Linked DNA regions of Gossypium hirsutum: region 1 is linked to region 2. The links are chromatin contacts, called in public Hi-C maps. All regions are on one chromosome and are shown on one strand. The core of a region is the stretch at or near the end of the contact, and the rest is flanking DNA. Distances in the headings are between cores, read along the strand shown. Region 1 holds the start of LOC107908269 (probable galacturonosyltransferase 6). Region 2 holds the start of LOC107915126 (histone H1).

Evidence for each region. A called contact is a pair of places that touch in the nucleus more often than the background predicts.
Region 1: a contact with region 2 is called in a Hi-C map of leaf, with 2.2 times the contacts expected there. The contact joins the promoter of LOC107908269 here to the promoter of LOC107915126 in region 2. A contact is called at or near these places in 3 of 34 Hi-C or Micro-C datasets (leaf and seedling).

What each region holds. Positions count from the first base shown.
Region 1 is chrD08:8,879,082-8,886,148 of Gossypium_hirsutum_v2.1, forward strand. LOC107908269 (probable galacturonosyltransferase 6) reads left to right here and starts at 1,981. Exons shown (of 3, transcript XM_016835499.2): 1 at 1,981-2,316; 2 at 2,662-3,183; 3 at 3,941-4,216. The coding sequence starts at 1,981. The coding sequence ends at 4,216.
Region 2 is chrD08:8,733,504-8,740,644 of Gossypium_hirsutum_v2.1, forward strand. It overlaps LOC107915126 (histone H1), which reads right to left and starts at 5,708. Exons shown (of 2, transcript XM_016844269.2): 1 at 5,308-5,708; 2 at 4,293-5,211. The coding sequence starts at 5,490. The coding sequence ends at 4,552. LOC107908259 (calmodulin calcium-dependent NAD kinase) reads left to right here. Exons shown (of 9, transcript XM_041099797.1): 9 at 431-812. The coding sequence ends at 682. It overlaps LOC121220254 (a long non-coding RNA gene), which reads right to left and starts at 1,345. Exons shown (of 5, transcript XR_005917468.1): 1 at 983-1,345; 2 at 460-579.

The DNA.
Region 1 (7,067 bases), core at 731-3,230, 140 kb after region 2:
TTGCACTAAAAAAATAAATGGTCTACGTTTGTAGTCTTTCAACAGAAGCAACAAAGCGTCATCCTCTATCAAATCCCATCTCTTCAGCCTCTGCTTCATAGCTAGTCTATCTTTAATGGAAAGCCAACCAATATAACTATGACTGGGGATGTGTGTTTCGGCCCCAAAGCAGCTTACCCCAGCTCACCTTTTGCCTCTTATCATGTAGGATCTCCCATTCAAACTTAATAGTGTACTGTCCAATTCGAGAAAGGACCCAAATTTTCTCATCATCATCACCAGTAATATTTCTTACCATAGTCCATGCCTCCTCTATGTCCTCACTCAAGGGGTCTGGCTGCCTCCATCTACTATCTTTCCAAATTTCATTTACAACTAATGCTCTTCTAATATCAGAGTCACTTATACTAATGTTTGAAGGTGCCCATCTACTGTCCGTCAACTTCGAAATTCCCTAGAAGTTGAGTTTACAAAGTTTAGTCTTTTTCACCCACACTACCCACAAAGAAGTCTTGGAGGTAAGAACCTTCCATAATTGTTTTCCCAGGACAGCCTTATTCCAACTCTCTAATGCTTTGATCCCTAAACTGTCCTCACTCTTCGACAAACAAATATCTTTCCAGGCAACAATTTCCTTGCTCCCCTCATTTTTGCCCCTCCATAGATAGTTCCTGCATTTTATATCAATGGCTTTACTTATTGACATTGGGAGGATGAACACAGAACACCAAAACACTTGTATGCTTCTCAACACAGCCAAAATGAGTTGAAGTCGTCCATCATATGAAAGGAATTTTACAATCTACTTATTAATTCTGGCTTATATCTTTTCAACATATTCATCACGATTTTCCTTTTTCAACCTAGTAGAACTTAGCGGGATGCCCAAATACTTCACAGGCAATTCGCCTTCTTGACAACCTATTTGCTGATGAGTTTCATGCTTCAAGAGATCAGTACCACCGGAGAAATAGAGATAACTCTTTTTATCATTTACCTGCAAACCACAAACTACATGAAAACGATTCAATGTATCTTTTATCCAAACAACAGACTTGGCATCTCCTTTGCAAAATATGAATAGATCATAGGCGAAACGTTGGTGATTTAACCTCATGTCTTTACAGCCCTTATGAAACTGAAAGTATCTAGGAAATTTAGTCAAGCATCTAGACAAATATTCAGCAACTAATATGAACACAAGTGGCGACATTGGGTTTCCCTGTCTAAGGCCTTTCCTTCCAGGAAAGAATCCCTCCAAACAATTGTTAATCATAATAGAAAAGGTCACGCTTCAAACACACTCAAAAACCCAAGAAATAGATCTCCTTAGGAAGTTTAAACCCAGGAAAACCTCTTCAAGGAAGTCCCAACAGAGAGAAACATATGGCTTTCATAAGTCCACCTTAAATGCACACTGCATATCTCTAGTTTCTTTGCAGTAGCCCCTTGCAAGTTCATGAGCCATAAGGCTGCTACCTAATATATTCCTCCCAGCAACAAATGCAAACTGCATTTGTATATCCAGAACCCTGCCCAACCTTGAAGCCAAAATTTTAGTAATGATTTTACAGTACAACGGGCAATAGGCCTATAGTCAGATAACCCCTTTGGATTTTGACATTTGGGTACGATGGTCAATTAGTAGAGTCCACCTGCTTAGGCATTCTTCCATTCTAAAGTCTGGATAGCTATAGTAATCTCATGACTGATAATATTCCAAGCTTTCTTGAAAATGAAACTATTAAAACCATCCCCTCTAGGTGCCGTGTTATTCTCTATGCTCCAGAGAGCCTCTTTAATCTCCATTTCAGTAACCTGACCACAGAGAAAAAGACCTCTTCAGTTACAATATGAAAGCTGAAATTCAAATTCTTAAGTACCATTAAGTAAATAAGTTTATATTTAGGGTTTATGCTTCCATAGAACTTTATATCTGAAGAACATTTGAATTTCAGTGCATCGCAGAAAATTAGATCTATGGAGGTTTTGTTGGCCAAAGCAAATCATGCATTCACTGACTGCTTTGAAATAGCTGAAACCCTTCGTGCCATGGCTAATGATACTGAAGAACAGGTTCAAGTAGAGAAGAATGAAGAGTCATATCTCATTCAGCTTGCTGGAAGGACTACCCCTAAAGGTCTTCATTGCCTCTCCATACGGTTGACAACTGAATATCTTTTACTTCAACCTGAGGAAAGACAATTCCCTAACCAACATAAATTGCAAGATCTAGATTTTTATCACTATGCTGTGTTCTCTGACGAAATTCTGGCTTGTGCAGTTGTTGTTAACTCCACAACTGCCTCTGCAAAGGTAAACTGACTTTGCCCCTTGTACACTATTTATTTTTAAAATTTTTTTTTATCATTTTCATTAACTTTCAATCTCTGCTTATTTTAGTGATGTTAAACATGTTTTTGCTTGTTGAAAGTGATTTTCATTATTAACAGTTGTGTTCAAAATTGTGTGCGTAAAATCATGCCAGAATGCCTTGTCGTATTACGTTGCTGGAGCCTCCAAATCAGTTCCCTTTTAGAGAGATAATAGTCTTCGGTCATTATTCTCCTTATTTTTTATAAGTTAGCTAGTTAGTTCAGGATTTTGCCAAGATTCCTGTTAGTGATGTTATATATCTAATAAATAATATTGGTTCTGTAGGAGCCGGAGAAAATTGTTTTCCATGTAGTGACCGATTCTCTTAACCTTCCAGCAATTTCAATGTGGTTTTTATTAAATCCTCCTGGAAAAGCTACAATTGATGTCCAGAGCATAGAAAATTTTGAATGGCTGTCAACAGAATATTCTTCAGCATTGAAGGAACAAAAGTCCAATGATCCTAGATATACATCTGCCCTTAGTCATCTTCGGTTCTATCTGGCAGACATCTTTCCAGCACTGGATAAGATTGTGCTCTTTGATCATGATGTGGTAGTGCAAAGAGATTTAACTGGACTTTGGAGTGTTAACTTGAACGGAAAAGTACATGCAGCAGTAGAGACTTGTCACGAAAGTGAAGCTTCATTTCATTCCATGCATTTGTTTATGAACATTTTAGATCAATTTTCAGCAAAGAGGCTTAATGCTAGTGTTTGCACATGGGCATTTGGTATGAATTTTTTTAATCTCCAAGAATGGAGAAGACAAAATTTAACCAACCTCTATGGTGATTACTTGCAACTGGTATAGGCATATCCTTCCCTCTCTCTCTCTCTCTATATATATATATGTATATATATTGCTTCATGCTAATATAATAACGTGCTTGTTGGTTTAATTCCCAGAAATTATGGTTAACAATATCATATGCACAGACTCATCTTTGTTGATTGAAATTTGTTATCATTTGAAGCAGTTGAGATTTTACCTAATGATTCTCTGTCTAAATTTTCAATATAGACCATCTTTCTTACCCCTTTCTCTTTCTCCCACAGTTCTATTTTTGTCTATAGCAAATTAGCAATAGCTTTGTCTTAGTTTGGCCTATGAGTGATACACAAAAAAGTTAATTGGAACTATTCAACTCTTTAAATCTTGTAGGAGGTGTAAATACTCTGCTTTAGATATATACATTACATACCAGTTTCTATGAGATGTATTTTGCATGTTGTATCTGCTTTTAAAATCTTCCAATTATACTTTCTTTCCCCTAATTTGAAGTTCTGAAATGAATTTTATGATTGTGAAACTTGTGCTATATGCATCACGAGCTATTTTACTCGGATTTGGGTTTGAGTGTCAGATATAAATATAGTTAGATTTTTTTTAAATTGTATCATTTCTTCTTTTCTCTTATTAATTCTTTACACTTATGTTGCTTGGTTGTCTAGATTTATTATGAACTTTTTTCATGTTTATATACTTGATGTGATTTTATTTTATCATAGTACTGCACCTTATATGTGTTTCTAAAGCTTATTTTCCTGGTGTCTTGTTACAGGGACTTAAGAGGCCATTGTGGAAGACAAAGAGCTTGCCTTTAGGTTGGATTACCTTTTACAACCAGACCGTAGCTTTAGAAAAGAGCTGGCACGCATTTGGGCTAGGTCATAACTCAGGTCTTAGTCAAGGTGATATCGAGCATGCAGCAGTCATACACTTTGATGGAATCATGAAACCCTGGTTGGAAATAGGAATTGCTGAATATAAAGGCTATTGGAGCAAACATGTGCAGTATGACCATCCTTACTTACAAGAGTGTAATATCCATGAATAATTGAAGATCCAGCAAACAAGTGGAATTCTTTCATTCATTGGACCTCCCCAAAACTGCCCCAAATCGTTTTTGTAAATTTCAACTCATTTTTTCCCACAACTTTCCCAGCCATAATCTTTTTGGGGATTAGTTCAATTTATGGCAGTCCCCAAAGGGCAATAAGTTTATGCAGGGAGGCTCCATTGCAGTTATACATTGTACATTTCACCAAGTTTGATTTTTTTCTTTTATTTATTTTTGGTAAAAAAAGAAGAAGGGAAAAATGTTATGGCCTTATGGGATTTTTTAAAATTTATTTTTTATCTTTTCTACTTTTTCTTGTAATTACAAAGTTTAATTTCAAGTTTAGCCCAACTTAGCGTCAGGGTCATTGTTCTTTGTTTATATACAGATAACATGACAGGTGGACGAAATTGATTGGACGTATGTAGATAGGGTGTTATGAATAAACCCGTGGCTGTTGAACCAGGGAACCAAACCGAGCCTCCATCCGAAACTGCTAGGGCTACGAGTCAAAGAAAGCTTCCTCCAAAATTCTAGGATTTTGTCATGTAGACTACGACAGCAAGGGCATAACGACAGAAGGCTTATGGCTGCAGCATGCTTATTGTCACTTGAAATTTGTTTCTTTTTTCTCACCTTTATTCTCTGAGTGTACTGCCGGTTATATTCACTGGAAGAAATTCATCTTCAGCTTTCATCAATTTCTGCTCATCTCATTTTAGAAATTATTAGATTCTATTGTAGGAATATCTGGACACAACATTGGTGGTTTCATTGACCACCGACAGATATGGCAGATGGTACCCGACTCAAGTTACTCGATGAAAATGTCAAAGCCATCCAAGAATCGCATGCGCAGCTCCGCAAAGACGTTGATGGTATTACTAAATCCTTTGCTTCTCAACACCAGATGCCGTAAGAAATCCTAACTTGTCTGCCAGTTGTTTCCACGGATTCACCTCCCAAAACAGGGCCACATATCGCATCTCTACCAACTGGTTCTTCCATTGGCTCTCACAAACCCGTATCGATTCAGTTTGCCCGGTTTTCAGGTACGAATCTGGGTCGCTGGGTTTTGCAGGCAGAACACTATTTTACTTTTTACAATATCCAGGAACAGGATAGACTTACCATTGCTTCATTCTATCTTGATGATGATGTCGCGGAGTGGTTTGATTGGATGTATAGAAACAAACAACTTTTCGGGTAGATTCATTTTACGACGGTCTTATCAAGCGTTTCCGGTCTTGTGACCTGGGGTCACCTGAAGGACAGCTTGCCAAGCTGCAATAGACTTCCATGGTTCAAGACTATCGAGCACGGTTAGAGTTTGCGCCCAGCGCTAGTCGGATAAACCGACAAATGTATTTAGTGAGCGCAGCTCTAATTTGATAAACCAACGATATTTGCACCTAGCGCTAGTTGGATGAACCAACAAATGTATTTAGTGAGTCAAGCTCTAGTTAGATAAACCAACGATAGTTGCACCCAGCACTAGTTGGATAAACTGACGAATGTGTGCCCAGCATTAGTTAGATAAACAAATATAAATTGCGCCCAGCGCTAATCGGATAAACCGACGATATTAAATGTGAGCCCATATCTAGTTGGTTTAACCAACAAATTGACACTATTTCATTTCACAATTTCCTCATTCATTAAATATCATCTTCATTCAAATATAGACAAAATATTGTATATCAAGTATTCAAATAACATCTAATAATAGTCAAATAAATAGACAAAAGGTTAAGTTCAAGACTATGAACTTACCAAAATACGACGGATGCTACGAATCAAATACATCTACCTAGTGATCCTTTCCTTCCCACGGTTGATACCCGATCTATTCTTTTCTTGATCAAATTAACAAATTAATTCAATTACTTAATTTGAATACCATACTTGCTTTTAATTAAATCAATTAACCCTAGATCATAATTTATACTTTTACCCTCAACAATTGACATTTACTCAACTAAATCATTAACATCAAAATTAGCTTGATTGCATCTTCATCTAATTTCCATAACTAACCACATATACATATAATTTATTAACAATCCCTAAATTCTTGAATTTTATAACTTAACACCATGCTAGTTTAATTTATAGCATTTAACTCCTTGAAAGCTAATACTAATAAAACTCTTAATACAAAATATTTTACTTGCTCACTAAACTTAGTAATTCAACTCAAAATTTCCAACACAAAGAACAATCCACCAAGACAGTCCCTAGACTTCACAAAAATTAACAATTCAACCCCCAATTCCATCAAAACGATTTCAAAGATTAGAGTTTTTCAACAATGGCCACTTCCACAAATATCATAATTTCTCTAAATTTCTACATGGGTAATCTACTACATGATTTTAAGGTTCCAAAAATCTACAGTTTAATTGAAAATTATCAAATTATACCATTAAAGTTAAGCTTCAAAAATGAAACTTAAGGGCCGAATGGTGCTAACCTTTTTCTTCTCCAAATCGGCATGCAAAAGAGATAAAGCTTTAATTTTGTTTCTCTTTCCTTTTTCTTTCCCCACTACTCTATTTGTTTCTTTTATTTTATTCATATTTTCGTTTCATTTTCATTTTTATTATAACTTAACATGGTTACTAATTAAGCATTATTATACCATTAACATACATTACATATATATATATAATTCCCTCGTAATTATCCACTAACCATAACTCATCAAATTAATGGACTAATGATTTAAATAGTCTCCTATTCTAATCCCATTTTGAAATTTAATACTAATTACCAATTAATCACCCACTTATTTAATTAAAATCAAGAAAATCCCATTTCAACCAATTATTCCACAAGATCCAAAATA
Region 2 (7,141 bases), core at 4,458-6,957:
ACATTTCAATACAGGAGGCTTTGTCTCTGGTACAAAATTAGATGAGGAGAACTGGCTTTCTGTTAAAGCCATGAACCCTGCTCAATCTTTCAGGAAGATCATAAGCAGGCTTACCACTAGGCTAATTTTATTGGAAAAAAACCATAGTAGTATAAAAAACAGCTGACACTGTTGTAAAGTAGAAATCTACAAATAGAACTCCTTTCTAGGCATGCAAACTTTCATTTTCTTGCATTCCAGCCGCCTAGTTTACTCCATTATAATCCTAAAACTGAAATCTAGGAGGAAGAGAAAATAGCCTTGTCTGTTACAGATAACTGCAGGCTGCAGCATGCAGGGATAAACAAATAAATTGTGAAGGAACTTCATTGCTAGCAAAATTACTCCATGCAACCAATTATGTAATATTAACATGAAAATTTTTGTAAAGTTGATAGGATGGAAAGAAAGAGAGAGAACCTTGCTAGTTGATCCAGATGAAATTGACTGTTTAAAGAAAGTGGGCAGGCTGAATGAAGAAGCTGAGTCCATATATGAACTTTACAAGCACCCCAACCCGGCATGTGAAGCTGGTTCAATCTGGAAAGACATTGTACTATCACCTTCTAGACTAAATATTCAAAAGGAGCTGAAGTTTACCATCCAGAAAGTGGAAAGAATGACACAGCACAAAAAGAGTTAAAAGCTTATGAATATTCACCAAAAAATTTACATGCTGAAGGTGTCTCAAACCTTTTTCTATAGTTATGACCAAGAATGTCTACTAAGGTTGTATTAAATCATGAAGAATATGTGTAAATTTTTTGTTACTAGCTTAGCTCAGTTCAGAATCTGGAACTGGAAAACAGAATATTCCCATTAATTGTTTCAAATAATCAACTAGTATCGGTAGATGTGGGCTGAGCGTTGGAACTCCAAAGAGGAATTTAAAAGTAAAAGAAAGAGCAATTACAGCAGCAACTTAAGTGAGATAAATTCTTACTTCACAATTCAATTAACGCAGACTGTGCGTGGTTGCAATTACCATCAAATCTAAAGTCATGCATCCACACAAACATGCACACCTACAACAAAAGATGAGTATGGATGCTAGCTTTCAAGCAATAAATAAGCAGAATAAATATGATAATAACCAAAAGGATCTGCAGCATGGGATAATGCAGACCACTATCAACGAACCTGGACATCCCATTATTTTCCTTTATTACAACTAAGAACCTATTCAACGCTCAAATAAAAAATGAATTGTTTAGCAAATGGTTGTCAATTGATGACCCACCCATAAACATGAAGAAAATAATGGTAATCCAGATTGTGAATGAAATATGTAACTAGGATCACAATTTATGATACCTGGAAGTTAAAAGTGAAGCATTTCACATATTCAAAAGAATCCCCATTTTCGGTAGAGTGATCCTGCAAATACAAACCACTGTAATAATGAAACCACAACAATTTTTTCCCTTTTGGAACTGTTTTATAAAATACCATATTATAGAGCTGTTCTTGAAAAACAATTGTTCATAATAGAAGCTGCTCTGAACAACAATTGTTCTAAACATAGTTCTTGAAATGCAATTATGCTAAACAAAAGTTATGGACATTAGCTATTATCAAGAGGAGCCATTCTAAAATGATAGCTACCTTGGATGACAAATGTTCTAAATGAAGCCTTGTTTTGAACATAGTTGTTTCAAATTTAGATTCTCAAACAATAATTGTTCTAAACAATAACTATTCTAAACAAGAGTTGTTCTTCCAGAAGAGATATTAATAGAAGCAACTCTGCTACTTGTTTCGAGTTAAACTTTGTTACTATCTTTGGAAGTGTAAGTTCCTAAAACATAATCTTAGTTATCTCCGAAAAAAGATAAGATATTAGTAGCCAAAACAAAGCATCTACACACATCTACTCCTTAAAAGGGCTGGAAAGATTAATGAAAGCCTTGTTAATATCACTGATGTTTAGGATTTGTATGAGTTTTGTACAGCAAAGAACGAGAAAGATAAAATGGAATCATTGTCAGAAATAAAAAGAAAATAAAGAAATTTTCAAACGAAAGCAATCAAGATGTAGCACCAAGGAGGCAAGTTTCCTTATTACACCCCTCAAGAAGGTGACGGGAGGAGACACCAATCCTGAAACAATCCATCTCAAAAGCAGGTCATGGTAAGGATTTTGTGAAGACATCAGCAAGTTGAACACCAACAAAACTGTGAGCAACAAAAAGATCTTCCTCATGAATCTTGGACTAAGCAATATGATAATTAATTTCAATGTGTTTCATGGAGAGTAAAACACAAGATTGACAAACAAATGTAGCATCGAGATTATCACGGTAAAGTGGGAGAGGATTAGGCAATGAATAGACAACTCAAGAAATAAATTTATGACCCAACAGAGTTAGGCATTGGCATTCAAGATGGCACAATATTCTGCTTTTGTTGATGACCGCGCAATGCCCTACTGCTTGTGGGAAGCCCAAGAGATTGGATTTTGGCCAACAAACACAATGAAACCACCGGTGGAGCTCTGGTCATCCTTGTTTCAGCCCCAATCTGCATCAAGGAAAGCCCATTAGAGGAGAATCTCGATAGATGAAGAGACCATGATCAGTAGTGCCTTGAAGATACCTCAACACATGCTTGAGGGCTGTCAAGTCTTGTTCAGTCGGCTTGCTTGAACACTAAGCTAACTTATTTACAACAAAGGCTAGTATGACAAGATACTCATTTTGTTTCAAGAGTGAGGAATCTTCTCCTTGACTCAGTGAGAATTTAAGAGATATATTTATTGCATTGGCATGAAATAACTTTTGCTCGATCAGGAACATCTAAAATGTAGTGATGTTAAAACAAAACTAAGCCATCTTGCATAAAGCAGGCTTCAATACCAAGTAATCTATATCACCAAGAGCCCTCAACAAAAACCTATAATTAATATAGCCTCAAGAAACTTATTAATAGTATTCAAATTAGGACTGCTGATAATGAAACCATCAACATAAACCAAGAGGTAAATGAATGCGCCTGAGTATCTTGAAATAAAAGGAGAATTATCAGATTGTGCTGGCTTAAGACCATAGATAGCCTTATGCAGGTGACAAACATGTCAACAAACCTTGGTGGCTGGCTCGTGAAGACCTCTTCTTCTAAAGGATCCATTAAGGAAAATATTGTGAAAGTTAATTTGTTGAAGTAGCTAACTGCTAATCACAAGAGAAAGTAATATCCAGATTATAATATACTTATGACAATAGGTGAAAAGTATCTCCTTAGTCAATCTTAGGTCATTAGCTAAAACAATTCACAAGTTAAGCCTTGTAATTAATGGTGCCATCGGGACTGAAATCCCCATTTACATCCTACCACATTCTTAACTTCTTTCGCGACCAACAACCATGTTCCCTGTTTCTCAGGACAGTGAGCTCTGCTTGCACAGCTTGGGACCAACTGGGGCCTTTGAAGAGGCTTCACAAGTGGGATGGAGATTAAAGCATCGGTTATGGAGAAAGGTTTAGTGGTATGGCTTAGGGTTCGTGATACCAGAAGAAGGGCTGGAATAACTAACTCAAGCCTTGCCATGCACAAATTTTGTACAGCAAAGAATAAGAGAATCATTGACAAAATAAAAAGAAAATTAAGAATCATCACCATAAAGGAAAGCAATTAAGAGATAATAACAAAGAGGAAAGTTGCCTAATTACTCCTCCATTCATTCATTTTGCCCCCAACTATATTAACTAATTTTTCACTCCATGAAAAACCTAAAAGAAAAGCAAGCAATGAAGCATGTTAAATAACCACGTTTATATGCATCAAGGCTCGAGCACAACCCCACTCAACACAATTCACTAATTAGGTGAAGCTTTTAGGTTAGAAACCAAAATCGAAATAAAAATGCAGCGACTCATATTCCAAATAAATGCAGCTTTATAATTGCTTAAAAACTAGGCAAACTTGATAGTCACAATTTAAACCAGGAATGATGAATTTGATCAGCCGTGCCAGTTACATCATTGTTCCACTTAATCATACGCATTTCAATATTTTAGGATCAACAAATTCGTAAAAAACCTTAACCTTGGCTTCCAGTTTCGAAGCAGTGTAGCCGCACAGAAGCTGAATCCTTCAGAGCATTCCGCGCAACGTCTTTCTAACAGGCCACCGTTTCTTTGAATCTATTCCACCAAGCAACCCTATAAATACAAACCCTAGGCTTCTTAATTTGCAATCTATTCCCCGGTGGTCAATGCATAAAGAACGAGAAGAACAATAGAACGCAGATAACATGATAAAATATCAGGGAGCTCTGATTTCATCTCATAATCCATTCAACTGAAAAATTACATCTAAAATCTGCTTTAAAAACTAAGGAATTTAGAAATTTAGCGTCAATCAACAACAACAAAAAAAAAACAACCCCTCGAAGAAAAGTTCAAGAACAGATAAGATCCGATGTCATATTTTCATGGGTATGGACCCAAATACAGCCACTAAGCTTCACTCGAATTTACAAAACTACCCCTATGTTGACCACCCTCTCTTCTCTCATTTCTTTCCCCTCCTCGACGGGGCTTTCTTCGCCGGTGACTTGACACTCTTCGGCTTTACACTCTTCGCAGGAGCTTTTTTAGCCGCAGGAGCCTTCTTCGCAGCAGGCTTGGGAGCAGCAGCCCTCTTTCCGGGAGACGTCCTAGTTGAAGTCCTCGAAGCCTTAACCGGCTTGTCCTTAGGCTTGGCTGCAGCTTTTGACTTTGTAGCTGCAGTAGTCTTCGGCTTCACAGAAGCCACTGCCTTAGTCTTGGCTGGAGCAGCCTTCGCCTTAGAAGTAGGCTTTGGCTTAGCCGCCGGCTTACTCTTAGCCTTCGAAGTAGTTTTTGTCTTGGCCTTTGCTTTAGGAGTAGTTTTTGTACTCTTCCCTTCCTTAGGCTTTGAGGCAGGCTTAGACTTCGACTTAGTAGTAGCCGGTTTCTTTTTTGCAGGAGCAGAAGCAGCAGTAGCCGTCTTCGAAGACCTAGCAGAAGGAAGTTTATACGAAGCCTTAACTTTAACCAACTTCCCAGCAGCCACAAGCTTCTTCAAATGGACAAGCAGAAGCTTCTTGAAATTTCCAGGAAGATTCTTCTGCTTCTCTTCAATGAACTTAGCAATGGCGTACTGACTTGAACCTGTCCTCTCTTTCAAAGTAACGATCGCATCTTTGATCATCTGTAACAAACCAATCAAATATCAATACGCAATCACACCCAGAATACCAAAAAAAATAAAAACAAATAACAGTATATTTTGTGAATCATGAAGTACCTCTTCGTAAGGAGGATGAGTAGGAGCAGCCCGTGGTTTCCTAGGAGCTGCAGCTTTCTTGGTTTTGGGTTCTTTGGCTTTCTTTGCTCTGCCGGATTTTGAAGTAGCTTTGGTCTCAGCAGTCTTGTCCTCCTCCGTCTCGGGTGCGGGGTCTGCCACGACTGCCGGGTCCTCGGTTGCCATTTGCTAAACGATGTAGACAGGAGGAATCTGGGATTAGGATTAGGGTTTCAGGAAAAATTGGGGAATCGGAAATAAGAGGAAAGGAGAATTTTGGATCTAATCTCAAAGCGAAGATGTACTGGTAATTTCGTTGTGGGAGGAAGGTGACGGAAATGAAGGGATTTAAATAGTCAAATGTGAGAAAGACGGTATCCATAAGATGAATTTTGATTGGTGGAGACGACTATCACGCGGATCCCTGTCTGTCTTAAGTTTAAATACGGATCGTTAGATAAGGCGATATCTACGGTTGAAGATGAGGGGCGCAAGGGAATGGGTGGGGAGGAATGAGGAAGAATTGATGTTTTGAGCATTTTAGGTGTGCTTTTGGTCTCGATTGATTTGACCATGACTTAAGTTATAGCTTATAATTTTTTTTGAAATTTTTTCCATTGTTAAGTTTATTATATAAGCTTTCTATTGAATATTTTTACATATTTTTTGGACAATTCATTTGTAAGATATTTGATTTTGAAGCTACATTGGTCAAAACCATGGTTTACCATGATGTTATTGTGGTTTAGGAGGAATTTAAGAAAATGCTTGTTATGAATCCAAATTTTTTGCATCTTATTTGATAATAGATTAACGAAGGAAACTAATGCTTCAAGAATCATGAAATTTGGTTAAGAATTGGATGGAAATTTTTCACTTCAAATGTTGTTGAAGTTGAACATGTCCTATTGATGTTTGGCATGTGTGACAATAGACATATCATTCAATTCATGGCAAATCAAAAATTGGAACCATATTTAATCCAAAACAAAACTTGATTTGTTATGTTGTATGTGACATTATTCATTACATTTGTTAACCTTAAACTTAAAATGTGAATCAAACAAAAATTTTATATCCATTAATTAAGGTAGCAATGTAAATCTTTCTTTTTTAACATGTGAATATGCTCTATTACTATTGTCTAATTACACATTTCCTATACTCAAATCTTCATTCTAATCATCTTATTCTATGACTATAAATTCAAAGTTCTACTACACCACATCATATCTCATCAAAATAACCTATAGAATGTTTGGGTTTCTCAAAAGCATTACATCTAAGCATATTAATTGATTTGGAGCAAAATCTTCATTTGATGTTAGTATGATTCTATTCAATGTAAAACTTATATGTAAGTTATGCATTAACTTCTCCACCTAAATGAAACATGCTAATGTTGATCTAAAGCCATATATATGTAAGCCATTATAAGTATAATCGAATCCATTAATTATATAGCAAGTTATTTGAATAATTAAGTTAATTTATCATCTAATTTTTTGCTACAATGATTAGTATCTTTGATGTTGAACCTTTAACATTGGAGAATTGAAAATGTTTGTTCAAGCATAAAAACATGATAAGTAAACATCTTCTAAGACTTGTTTGATGTTAACCTTGGAGGATTAAAAACCTTTTATTTAAGAACATCTCTAAAGCCATGCTTGATGTTTTCATGTAGAATTTTCAATGGATTTAAAAAGTTAATTTAGTATTTAGATTTGGGTATAATTACTTATAATTACATATGTGATATGAGTAATTATTAAAATTAATAGATGTCATTGAATTGAGTTTATCAAGAGCACATGATTACTTGTTTTGATTCATA